3 separate regions of the Sus scrofa genome follow, and regions 1 and 3 are each linked to region 2. A link is a contact called in public HiChIP or PLAC-seq and promoter capture Hi-C data. All regions are on one chromosome and are shown on one strand. Each heading gives the region's core, a stretch centred on a gene start, on an enhancer-like site or on the middle of the called end of the contact. The rest is flanking DNA. Distances are from core to core; before and after follow the strand shown. Region 1 holds the start of EBF2 (transcription factor COE2). Region 2 holds the start of KCTD9 (BTB/POZ domain-containing protein KCTD9). Region 3 holds the start of DOCK5 (dedicator of cytokinesis protein 5).

What was found. Promoter capture Hi-C pulls out the DNA fragments that hold promoters and counts their contacts. HiChIP or PLAC-seq counts read pairs in DNA pulled down with a chosen protein or histone mark.
Region 1: a contact with region 2 is called in an H3K27ac HiChIP or PLAC-seq map of skeletal muscle. The contact joins the promoter of EBF2 here to the promoter of KCTD9 in region 2. A contact is called at or near these places in 1 of 5 promoter capture datasets (liver) and 1 of 2 datasets of contacts at active chromatin or transcription factors (skeletal muscle).
Region 3: a promoter capture Hi-C map of liver shows a contact between it and region 2, with 6 times the contacts expected there. The contact joins the promoter of DOCK5 here to the promoter of KCTD9 in region 2. A contact is called at or near these places in 3 of 5 promoter capture datasets (fetal liver, fetal skeletal muscle and liver), 3 of 47 Hi-C or Micro-C datasets (embryonic fibroblasts, heart right ventricle and liver) and 1 of 2 datasets of contacts at active chromatin or transcription factors (skeletal muscle).

What each region holds. Positions count from the first base shown.
Region 1 is chr14:10,025,854-10,028,882 of Sscrofa11.1, forward strand. EBF2 (transcription factor COE2) reads right to left here and starts at 1,721. Exons shown (of 16, transcript XM_001927186.7): 1 at 1-1,721.
Region 2 is chr14:9,516,251-9,519,339 of Sscrofa11.1, forward strand. It overlaps KCTD9 (BTB/POZ domain-containing protein KCTD9), which reads right to left and starts at 1,436. Exons shown (of 12, transcript XM_003132815.6): 1 at 1,165-1,436. The coding sequence starts at 1,212. It overlaps CDCA2 (cell division cycle-associated protein 2), which reads left to right and starts at 1,513. Exons shown (of 18, transcript XM_003132816.4): 1 at 1,513-2,426; 2 at 2,833-2,893; 3 at 2,989-3,089. The coding sequence starts at 2,833.
Region 3 is chr14:9,195,706-9,198,972 of Sscrofa11.1, forward strand. DOCK5 (dedicator of cytokinesis protein 5) reads left to right here and starts at 1,575. Exons shown (of 52, transcript XM_021073736.1): 1 at 1,575-1,847. The coding sequence starts at 1,805.

The DNA.
Region 1 (3,029 bases), core at 471-2,970, 510 kb after region 2:
TTACAAGTTGAGAGAGAAGAATATATGAATGAAAGCGGGGGCGGGTGGTGGACGAACGAGGCTCAAGCGCTAGTCAAATAAATAGAGTGTCGGGGAAAACAGTCAAAGAGCTAAGGAAAATACCCCCGGGCGAACGCAAGCGAGAGTTGCACCCGTGCAGATGAGAGGTTGCTGACAGATCGTGGCAGGCTGAATGCGAGAGCTGCTAGGCGTCGTCCCGGGAGCCCCCTCCTTCCCCCCTCCCCCGTTCCCAAAGCCCCGGGGAACCAGCACGGGAGCTGCAGGGAGGCAGCGGGGAGTCCTGGAAACTTTGCCCAAGGCGCGCTGTCGCCGCGGTGCTGGCCGCCGGCTGATGGCCGGGAGGCGGCGTTCGCTCCGCCAAACAGCTGAAACTCTAGACGGCTTTTTTACTACGCCGGGCAGCTCGCGGTGCCTATTAAAAATCCTCCTGGCTGGGTGTTATTTTCTTGCTTCTCCTTTTGTATTCTGATCTGTGCATAGATCTGCTGATGAAATCTAGAACACCAGCGCGAAAACAGATTTGAAGACAATGAATGCAAATCTGTGCTCAAAGACCATCTGCCGTGGAGGAGACAAATCAGCTGTTCCTCAGTTCAAGCGACTGCGCCCGAGCCTCCCGGCCTCATTACCGAGAGGGCCTTGGCAAAAGCCTGTACCGCATTCAGAAGACTTTACCCCCACTTAGGACTCAAATTTGAGGGTGAATTGACTCCTAACCAGATCCCTTAGGTGTAGGTGAGCGCTCACAAATGAACTGCGAGAGTTTGCCGCTAGAGGACATAGCGCCTTGCAACTCGTTTGCCTGGGCAGACAGGAAGCTCGCGCTTTCAGAAGTGCGGCTCTCTTGAGAAAGGCACTGATCCGCGCCTCCACTCTACCCCTGGGGCAAACCGCTACCCGGCTGTGTGGGCGGATCGCGCTCAGGATGCTCAGGTCTTTACTTCGAGCTTCACTTGAAAACCGATGGGGAGGGGGAGAGAGTGTGTGGACCCTCGTTACAAAAACCCAGGTCCAGGGATCTAGGCTGCTGATGGCGGGCGGCTGGGGGGGTTGCGCAGAGAACGTGAAATCCCCGCCTCTGGGTTATGTCAGTTGTGGCACCCCAACTACAGGGCTCTCTGGCTTGGTCTTGTTGGGCAAGAGGGGCAGGGAAGGCTTGAAGAGCGATTGGGCAAAAAAAAAAAAAAAAAATGGAACAGGACTGCTGTAAAAGCCTAGTGAGACAGGAGTTGTCCAAAGAAGAAAGAAGGAGGGTGGGAGAAAAAATTGTACGATGAAACTCACTACCTTGTTTCAGCTAGGCAATTCTCTGTTACATGCATATTTTATGGATAATTTCGGCCCCTGCAAAAACTAAGCACCCAGACCCACTCTCTCATTTCACCTACATCCTCATCCTCAGTCTCTGCCCAACGGGCTCCTTGGTGGATAGTGTCGAACTGCCGGTGAACACCTCAAGATGTGTTAAGGAGCACTTCAACTCTGACCAGGAGAGGTACAGACCGCAGCCCCAAGGGGCCAAAGGCAGCGGTGGGCCCCGGCCTGGCCCATACCGTCTGCCCCCCTCGGGCCGTGTTGCCTGGGGTTAAAGGGCAGACCTAGGGTCGAGGTCACTAGCTCTTCCCTCTCGCAACAGCTGCCACCCAAATTATGCCCCTCAGGAAGCGAATGAATTGGTTCTTTCTCCTGGCTCCCTGCTGCCCGCCCCAAACCAGACGGCCGCGCACGGCGGGCGCCCCCCTCCTCACCTCCCAGAAACAAGTTCAGGGGCCGCGGTGCCCCGCCTGGAGACAGTTTTCAAAGCCATGGCCCCAAGGAACTAGGAGCTGGGGGTAGGAGGCCGACGCACCGCTTCTGGTCAACTGCTTTAGGGGCGCCCTCCCCGCCGCCGGGCCGGGCGATCTGGGCGAAAGGCAGCCTCGATGCTGCCGGCTCCGTGGGCTTCGAGCCGCAGACGCCAAAGTTCCCGCTAGGCTGGGACTGGGTTCCCCGGCTGGAACCTGGACGGGAGCAGAGGGGGCCAGAGGAGGGAGGAGCAGCTCTGGGCCCAGCAAGGCAGGGCTTTGGCCTTCAGAGAGCAGGGAGCGTTTCTGCCACCCGAGTTAGGTTCGATTAGATTTGTGCAGGTTTTGGAGAGGGGTGGGCGCAGCGTCGGCCACCCGCGCCGAGGAGGAGCGACGGTTAGCTATGGAGTGAGCGGTGGTGGCTTCGCCTGGAGGGTCTCTCGCATCTCCATCGCCTCCAGCTACCCCCGAACAAACCTTTTCGAACACACCACACAAAACCTTCCCAGAGCCGCGAGGGGGCCCAGCAGGCGCAGCTGCGGCCCGGGGAAGCCCGGCCCGGCAGGGGTGCGGAGCCTGCGCGGGCTTCCCGGGCTCCCGCCCGCCAGCTTCGTTCTACTCCTTGGCGGGGTGGAGAAAAATCGGAGATGAACATTATTAAAATTCCTCCCGACAATCTAGTTACACACAGCCGAGGTGGGGATGATGGTATTCCGTCTTTTACCCTGTCCCCTCCTTTGTTCACTCTTCCCAATGAACTCCCCCCCCCGAATTTTTACCCCCTCCCTTCATGTTTCACACCTGCACCTCAGGGCAAGATATGTTCGATTTCCTCCCGATTGGTTTGAAGGCCCGTTACCCAGTCTCGCTCGGTCCAGCCTCCTGGGCGCCACCTCTCTCCTCCGGGTCAGAGGTTCCGAGATTTTTCTTAGAAAAATCTCCGGGCCTAGTTCTCACCCAGCGTGACCCTGGGGTGAAATTGAAGGTGTGAGAACACCGCCCCCCGCCCCAGCCCCACAACCTGACCTTCACCCCCCACCCCCAGACACACAACGGCGCCTTCGCTGGGGTCTATGGAACCCGAAGAACGGAGCCTGCCTAGTACCCGGGGAATTAGATCCACAGGGACAGTCAGTCTGGGTTTTGTAAATGAAATAAGTAGCAGTCTCCTAAAGCCTCGCTTAGGGCGTGAATTTTCCAATTTGTTTGTTTTAGTTGGCACCT
Region 2 (3,089 bases), core at 186-2,685:
GATCCTGAATTTATGCCAGTTGTTTTCATATGAGTATCAAACCTCTAAGACCAGAAGAACGCAAAACTGTAGCCAACAAACTAGGGTGTGGTTCAGATTTTTAGAGCACATTTACTCAAGCTTGAAGAGTAGTTGAAAAGCCCTTTATTTTTTTTTTCTTCACCTTGGCACAATGACAACATTTAAAAATTTATGTTCCCTAAATATGCAGGAAACAAAGCATTCTCGCAAATAAGACAGTGAGGGCAATCTACCTTCACCTCGGACGCTAAGGCTTAGTTATTTCTAAACGTCATTTAGCCACACCATAAATGTCTGCCTTGAACAGTCAAATTTTCCAAAGAAGCCGAGCAACTTTCATGGGTGGGGCAAGAGGCTGAGAAGGAACAGGATTCATTTTGGCTAGCTCCAGCGCTGCACAAATATTTAGCACCACACCCTCAACAAAGGCCTAACACAGCAAAGAGTAATGTCAAATCAACCCATTTTGGTCTATTGTCCCAGTCCTCTAAGGAAATGAAATTAGGTGGATTAATAAAGCGAGTACAGAAGTTTGGCGGCGGCGGAGCTGGGGTTCCTAAAAGAGGGGCGGGTTGGGGGGACCATCAGGAAAATGTCACTAATTTTCAATCCTTCTATTCGATCTGGGATTTACTTATCCACCGATAAAAAAGAGTTTAATTCTTTTCACCTGATTAATGTCCCATGCCTTAGTTGTTACCACCACTTTCTGGAGCAGACCATTACTCAGCACGAAGGTGGGAACCAGCGTTTTCGGGAGCCAGGGGTGGGGGGCAGCGGGGTATCGGGGGAGATGGGAAGAGGAATAGAAGTCTCCAGCGCTCAGGTGACAGCGGTCCTCTGTTCTCCAGGACCCCCACCTGGACTTAGGAACCATTAAGCACAAGCTGACCTGCGCTGGTCCCCATATCAGCTGGGGCGTCCAAGGGCAGACTCAGGCTAGGGATCCCCGAGGTTGAGAGGAGGCCGCGGGGACCCGACGCACACCTTCTCCAGGACACCCCCCAACCCCGGAGCACGCCCACCTCCCCGCTCCCAGCCCCTCTCCCCAACTTCAGCCCTCTGCCCTGCGAGCCCGCTCCGCACTCTGCTGCCCTCGCCCCCCGCAGACGGGCCCGCCTCGCCTCCTCCCGACCCCCTTACCTTTCCATTCTTGGGGCTGCCGTTAAGGAACAGGGTCACCCGCCTCATCGCGCTGCCCCCACTGGGTCCTGAGTGAGTCGCCACCCTCCCACCTGGCTCTCCTCCCACCTTTTTCTTCTCCCGCCCTTCCCCTCCCGCCACCCACTCGGACTCTCCTCCCTTCGCCACCTTCCTTCCCTTACAGACGCACACACACACAGGCACGCACTCTCCGTCCCACACCCCAAGGTTGGCCGGTCCTCCTTCCCACCCCGCCCCTGGGCTCCTCAGTCAGCCTGGGGCCCTTCCCCCACCTCTCCCAAACTGACTCTAAGCTTCGCCAATCATCCGGCCGCGCCGGCCAGAACTCAGCCAATCGTCGCGCTGCACTGGGCGGGCTCTTACTAACCCAACCCAGGTGGAAGGAGGGAACAGAGACTGCTGTCTAGCCTACGGAGAAGGGTTATCGGCCAATCAGAGCTGAACCAGGAGCCAAGCGGCGGCTCAAAGCGTTACTGAGCAGGCGCAAAGCCAAGACCAGGTAGAGCTCATCTGCATACAGAGGCGGAGGTTGATGGAAGGAGGCGGAGCGCTGAAAGCGAGCCACACCAGTCAGCGCCTTCCTATTGTAACCCCTCCCACTCTGTCAGCGCACACAGGAAACGGCTGCCGTCGAGACTGGCTGATTGGGTAAGAGCAGCCGACTGTTCTGTCAGGATTGGCCCAATGATTCTTTTCGAAGTTTGCAGCATCCAATCGGAAGAGCGGGAACTAAGCTACAAGCCATAACCGAAGGCTTCCTCCGCGAGACTCTCAAGAAAGTAGTCTCCACGGACGGAGGTCAATCGCTGGTTTCCCTGGTCACTGTGTCACTGCAGCTAGCGGTGATGTCCCTCCGAGCTCACGAAGCCACACCTGTTCCTGGGACGGCGAGGTGAAGACCTGGGAGCCTTCGGGGTGAGCGTGCACACGTGCGGATGGCGGCGGCGTAGAGATTCGCAGAGCAACGCCGGGACGACGAGGAGGCGGGGCTGGCGATTTGAATCGGGCGGCGGGCCGCGGCCGGGTGGAGGGGAGGGTTCAGGTTTACGCCGGCTCTGGGGATCCGAGCGTCGGCGGCGGGGGACGAGGTAGCCTCCTCGCTGCTGGTTTGGCGGCCGACAGTTGCTTTCTCGAGCGAACCCTTCAGGACCAAAGAGCCGAAGTCTAGAGCGCACGACACTCATCGGTGGAGCGCTCAAAATAAACCCGACCGGAGGAGAGCGGAGCTGCGGGCGCGAAAGGTAGGCGAGTGGCCTGGGTGGGATTTCAGGGACGGTGCTACCGCAGAGATGTTTTTTTTTGGCATGTTTCTCAGAGGTGTGTTCTTCTGGATCACCCCTTTGCTTTTTAAAGTGCAGATTTCCCGGGCCCAGCCAGATCTTCTGAATTAGAATTTTTGAGAATCTGCAAAGCTGCATTTCTAATAGGGTGCCCAGTTCAATTCTGATGTTCGCTAAGGTTTAAAAGCCTTGCTTTATAGTATGAGATCCGCTTTGTTTCCCACATTTCGCTTTAATTTAAGCTCCAAAAGTTGTCTCTTGTCATCTGCCTGTATAGATTGTATTAGAATTAAATCTTGAAAGAGGATCTTGATCAAATCACATTTATCTTGGAGGTGGGGCTCTTTTTCTTTCATCTCTTTTTCAGATGGATGCTAGTTCGAAAGACAGCGAGCCCCTTGAAACCAAGGAGTCTGCTTTTAACGCTGGTATGTAGTGACCTGGTATCTTTCTGTAAAACTTAAGGTTTAGGTCTTTTTCTTGACAAGGATGTTTAGCCCTCACCACGTGTTGTCTGTTTCAGAAAATACTTCTTTCATATTGGGAAATGGGAAGCTTGTCACGCCTCAGAAGCACTCAGCTGAAGTGACTCCTAATCGTTGTACATCAGATACTTTTAAATCG
Region 3 (3,267 bases), core at 325-2,824, 320 kb before region 2:
TTTGGGCGTACAACAAAGTGATTCAGTTCTACCTATACAACCCATCCATTTGTTTTTCAGATTCTTTTCCCATATAGATATCGGAGAATATTGAGTAGAGCTCTCTGTGTATATAGCAGTTTGCTATTGGCCAATCACACCATATACCCCTGTGTGCATACCCAATCCCAAACCCTTAAGTCTACAGGGACCAGTTTCTTAAACCATCATTACACTTGATGAATAAATACCTATTTGTTGATGGAGAAGAAAGGAAGCCCTAGGAATGACGCACCATGAACAAGACCTTTAAAAAAAATTCAGAACTGACTTTGCGAGAAGTGACCAAAGGTAAAATGCACTAAGTCTTCAATGATATTTCACTGTTCAACTACATGTTTATTTCATTTCGTTTCCTTTCATGTTCCAGATAGGCAAGAAAACCTTCACAGACTGCAAGAACCAAACAATTTATTTCAAGAGGCATGTTCTCAGATGGTGAACTTAAATCAGCTGGTCAGTTACTCTGAGATTTTACTTCTCTGGGCCAGGTAGCAAGCGCCCCACCTCCACCTGGATTCAGAGCCTATCTTCTTCATTCTCGAGGTCCACAGGAGGAAGTGAGTTCCAGAAGTTTCAGAGGATACAAAAGGAGTTAAGGGCAGGTCAGATGAACAGTCCCTGCATTTGCCTCTTTGTCCAAACAATACAGCCAGTGAATGCACGTGCCTGATCCTCCTCTCCTCAGGGATGCTCAACAGCTGGGCTGTTGGAAAAGTGAAGTCTTGGGGCGGACTGTTGCCTTGAGCATGAGGGTCTGAATTTCTTCAGCTGGGTCTCAATATCTTCAGCTGGGGAGGAGTCTCGGTGTTTCCGGGGCACAGGATTTCCAAGTCGGGGCTTTCTAACTAATTTTTCCCACAGAGGCACCCCTAGGAAACTACTTGATACGAAGGAGTCCGGCTCCCTTGCATCAGTTCTCTATTTACCAGAAGGCAAATGTTCCGGCTTTGAAGGCAATAAACGGTGGCCCCAGGAGATCATGTCTGCTCTGGAGTCCGGCTTCCTGCTCTCGTGGTGTCAGGGAAAGCTCTAGGAGGTGAACGCAGCAGTCAACTGCTCATTCATTCAACAAATATTTACTGCGCTCCCGCTGAGTACCGGGCACCGTCGGTGCCCCGAGGGCGAGAAGCAACTCATCCTAGATCCTAGTTCCTATTAACTCATCCTAGGTCCCCTAGATGCTCAGGCGTGCGGGGGGAGCGGACCCCACACTCCTTGGGAGAGCCTCCAGCGCAGCCCTCCCGACGCCCGCGGCGGGGAACCCGCCCCCCGGGATCCAGCCTCCCGGGCTTAGTCCGGGTGGGGAAGGCGGGAGTGAAAAAGCAAAACACAGAAAGGAAAAAACTGGACCCCAGGCTGTGCTGGGAAACTGCTCCCGGGAAGTGCGCTAGGCGGAGCCGGCCCCGGCCCGGGAGAGCGCGGAGCCCGGGGCGGGCGGGAGAGGCCGGGAGCCGGCGGGTCGGGGCGCGGAGGCGGCCTCGGCGGGAGGAGGGCGCGGCCGGCGGGAGGGGCCGGGGCGGCGCCGGGAGGGACGCGCACGGCGGCGCGGCCGCCTGGCCCAGCAGGTGACCGCGGGCCGGGGCTGGAGCCGGAGCGGATAGCCGGCGGCGCGGCGGGGAGACGGCGCGCGGGGCCGGGCGAAGTTTGCCGGAACATGGCGGAAGAGCCTGGGGCGCGCAGGAGCGCGGCGCGGCGGCGTCCGGAGCCCCGGGAGTTGTAGCCGCCGTAGCCGCAGCAGCCGCCGCGGGGCGAGGTCGCCGCCATGGCCCGTTGGATCCCGACCAAGAGGCAGAAGTACGGGGTTGGTGAGTGTTTGCCCCACCCTGCCCCCGACCCGGCCGCCGCCAAGTTAGCGCGAGCGGCCCTGCCCGGCGAAAAGTTGGGCGGCGGACGCCGGGCCAGAAGGTGCGCGCCTTCCCGGGACCGGGATCCGGCTCCCGCTGCCCGCGGGGGCGCGGGGAGGGCTCTGCTCCGGCTGCAGCCACCCCGGGGGCGGTGGGAGTCGGAACCCTCCCCGGGAGCCCCGTGTGGGAATTCATGCTGGCTTTGGGGGATCCGTATGGTTAAAAGGCAATCGTGCTCCGGAACTGGCAGTCCTGTCCCCCGAACCCAAAGCTGCAGCACTTTGCAGGGCAGAAACGTGCAAAACCCGGGCACCCAGTTCTGGTGCTCGTCCCCCTCCTCCCGGGCCGTGTGGTTTCATTCAGTACTTTGTAACCAGCGGAGGCCGGCAGAACGCGAGATCTGCTGGCTGCCCCAGTGCTTTCTGCCTTCCCTCTTAGGTTCTCTCGGAAGCCCGAAGTGAGGTGCTGGGGGTGGGCAGCCGCCCTCCTCTCCTTCCTCCCAGGCACTCCGATCCTGAGAGCAGTTGTTAACTGAACGCGAAACTCTAGGGGTGGTGTGGTGGTGATGGAAACGGCAGGAAGTGTGTGGCTTGGGAACGGGGGTGGCTGGCCCCCGGGGCTGGTTGTGCAGATACTCGTCCCCTACCAGAGTGTGTGTGGAGAGGGTTTCAGAACTGCCTTGTGATTCCCGATTCCGCTGTGGGATAAGACGAAGCCTTAGGAAAACTGTGACAGGTCCCGGGCTAGGCACTTGGCATTCATTACAGCGGTGCTGGAAGGCCCCGGGACGTGCAGAGGATTGATTGCTTTTCTGTTAGTTTCGATCCGAAACAGCGGCTGGGCGGGGTTTTGAACCAGGTGAAAAACCTTGGTCCTTCCACTAGTTAGCGAGGAATGAGGTTGCTAAGGTCTTGTGGGAGAGAGCTCTGCCTTTAGCCGGGCGATTACAATGGCCGTTAGGCTTGGGTGAGATTCCCTAGGATAAACACAGTTGTGTGGGTTGAGACTTTTATCACTTCCTCTCCAGGTCATTCATTGGGCTTGTTTGTAATTTAGTCGTCTGCTCCTCTCCCATGCTGCCCCCATTTTTTTTTTTTCTCACCTTAGTGGTTACTGGGGAGGGGGTCCCTAAACCTATTCTATGCTTCGTGACCACTGTGTCAGTTTCAGAGATACTAGCATCTCTAGGTACTTTTTAACTCTGTATCCCTGAGTCAGTTACAAAAAACCAACTAACCCTCTCATATGTATTACTTTTGGATTGTGTTCCTTTATAAATAAGCAGATATGTGTGTATATAATAATGTGCATATAAGTACCTCTTTTTCCTCTGCTGCAGAAATTTTTTTCCTTTAAATTTCTTAGAGAATTCTTGCAGTCT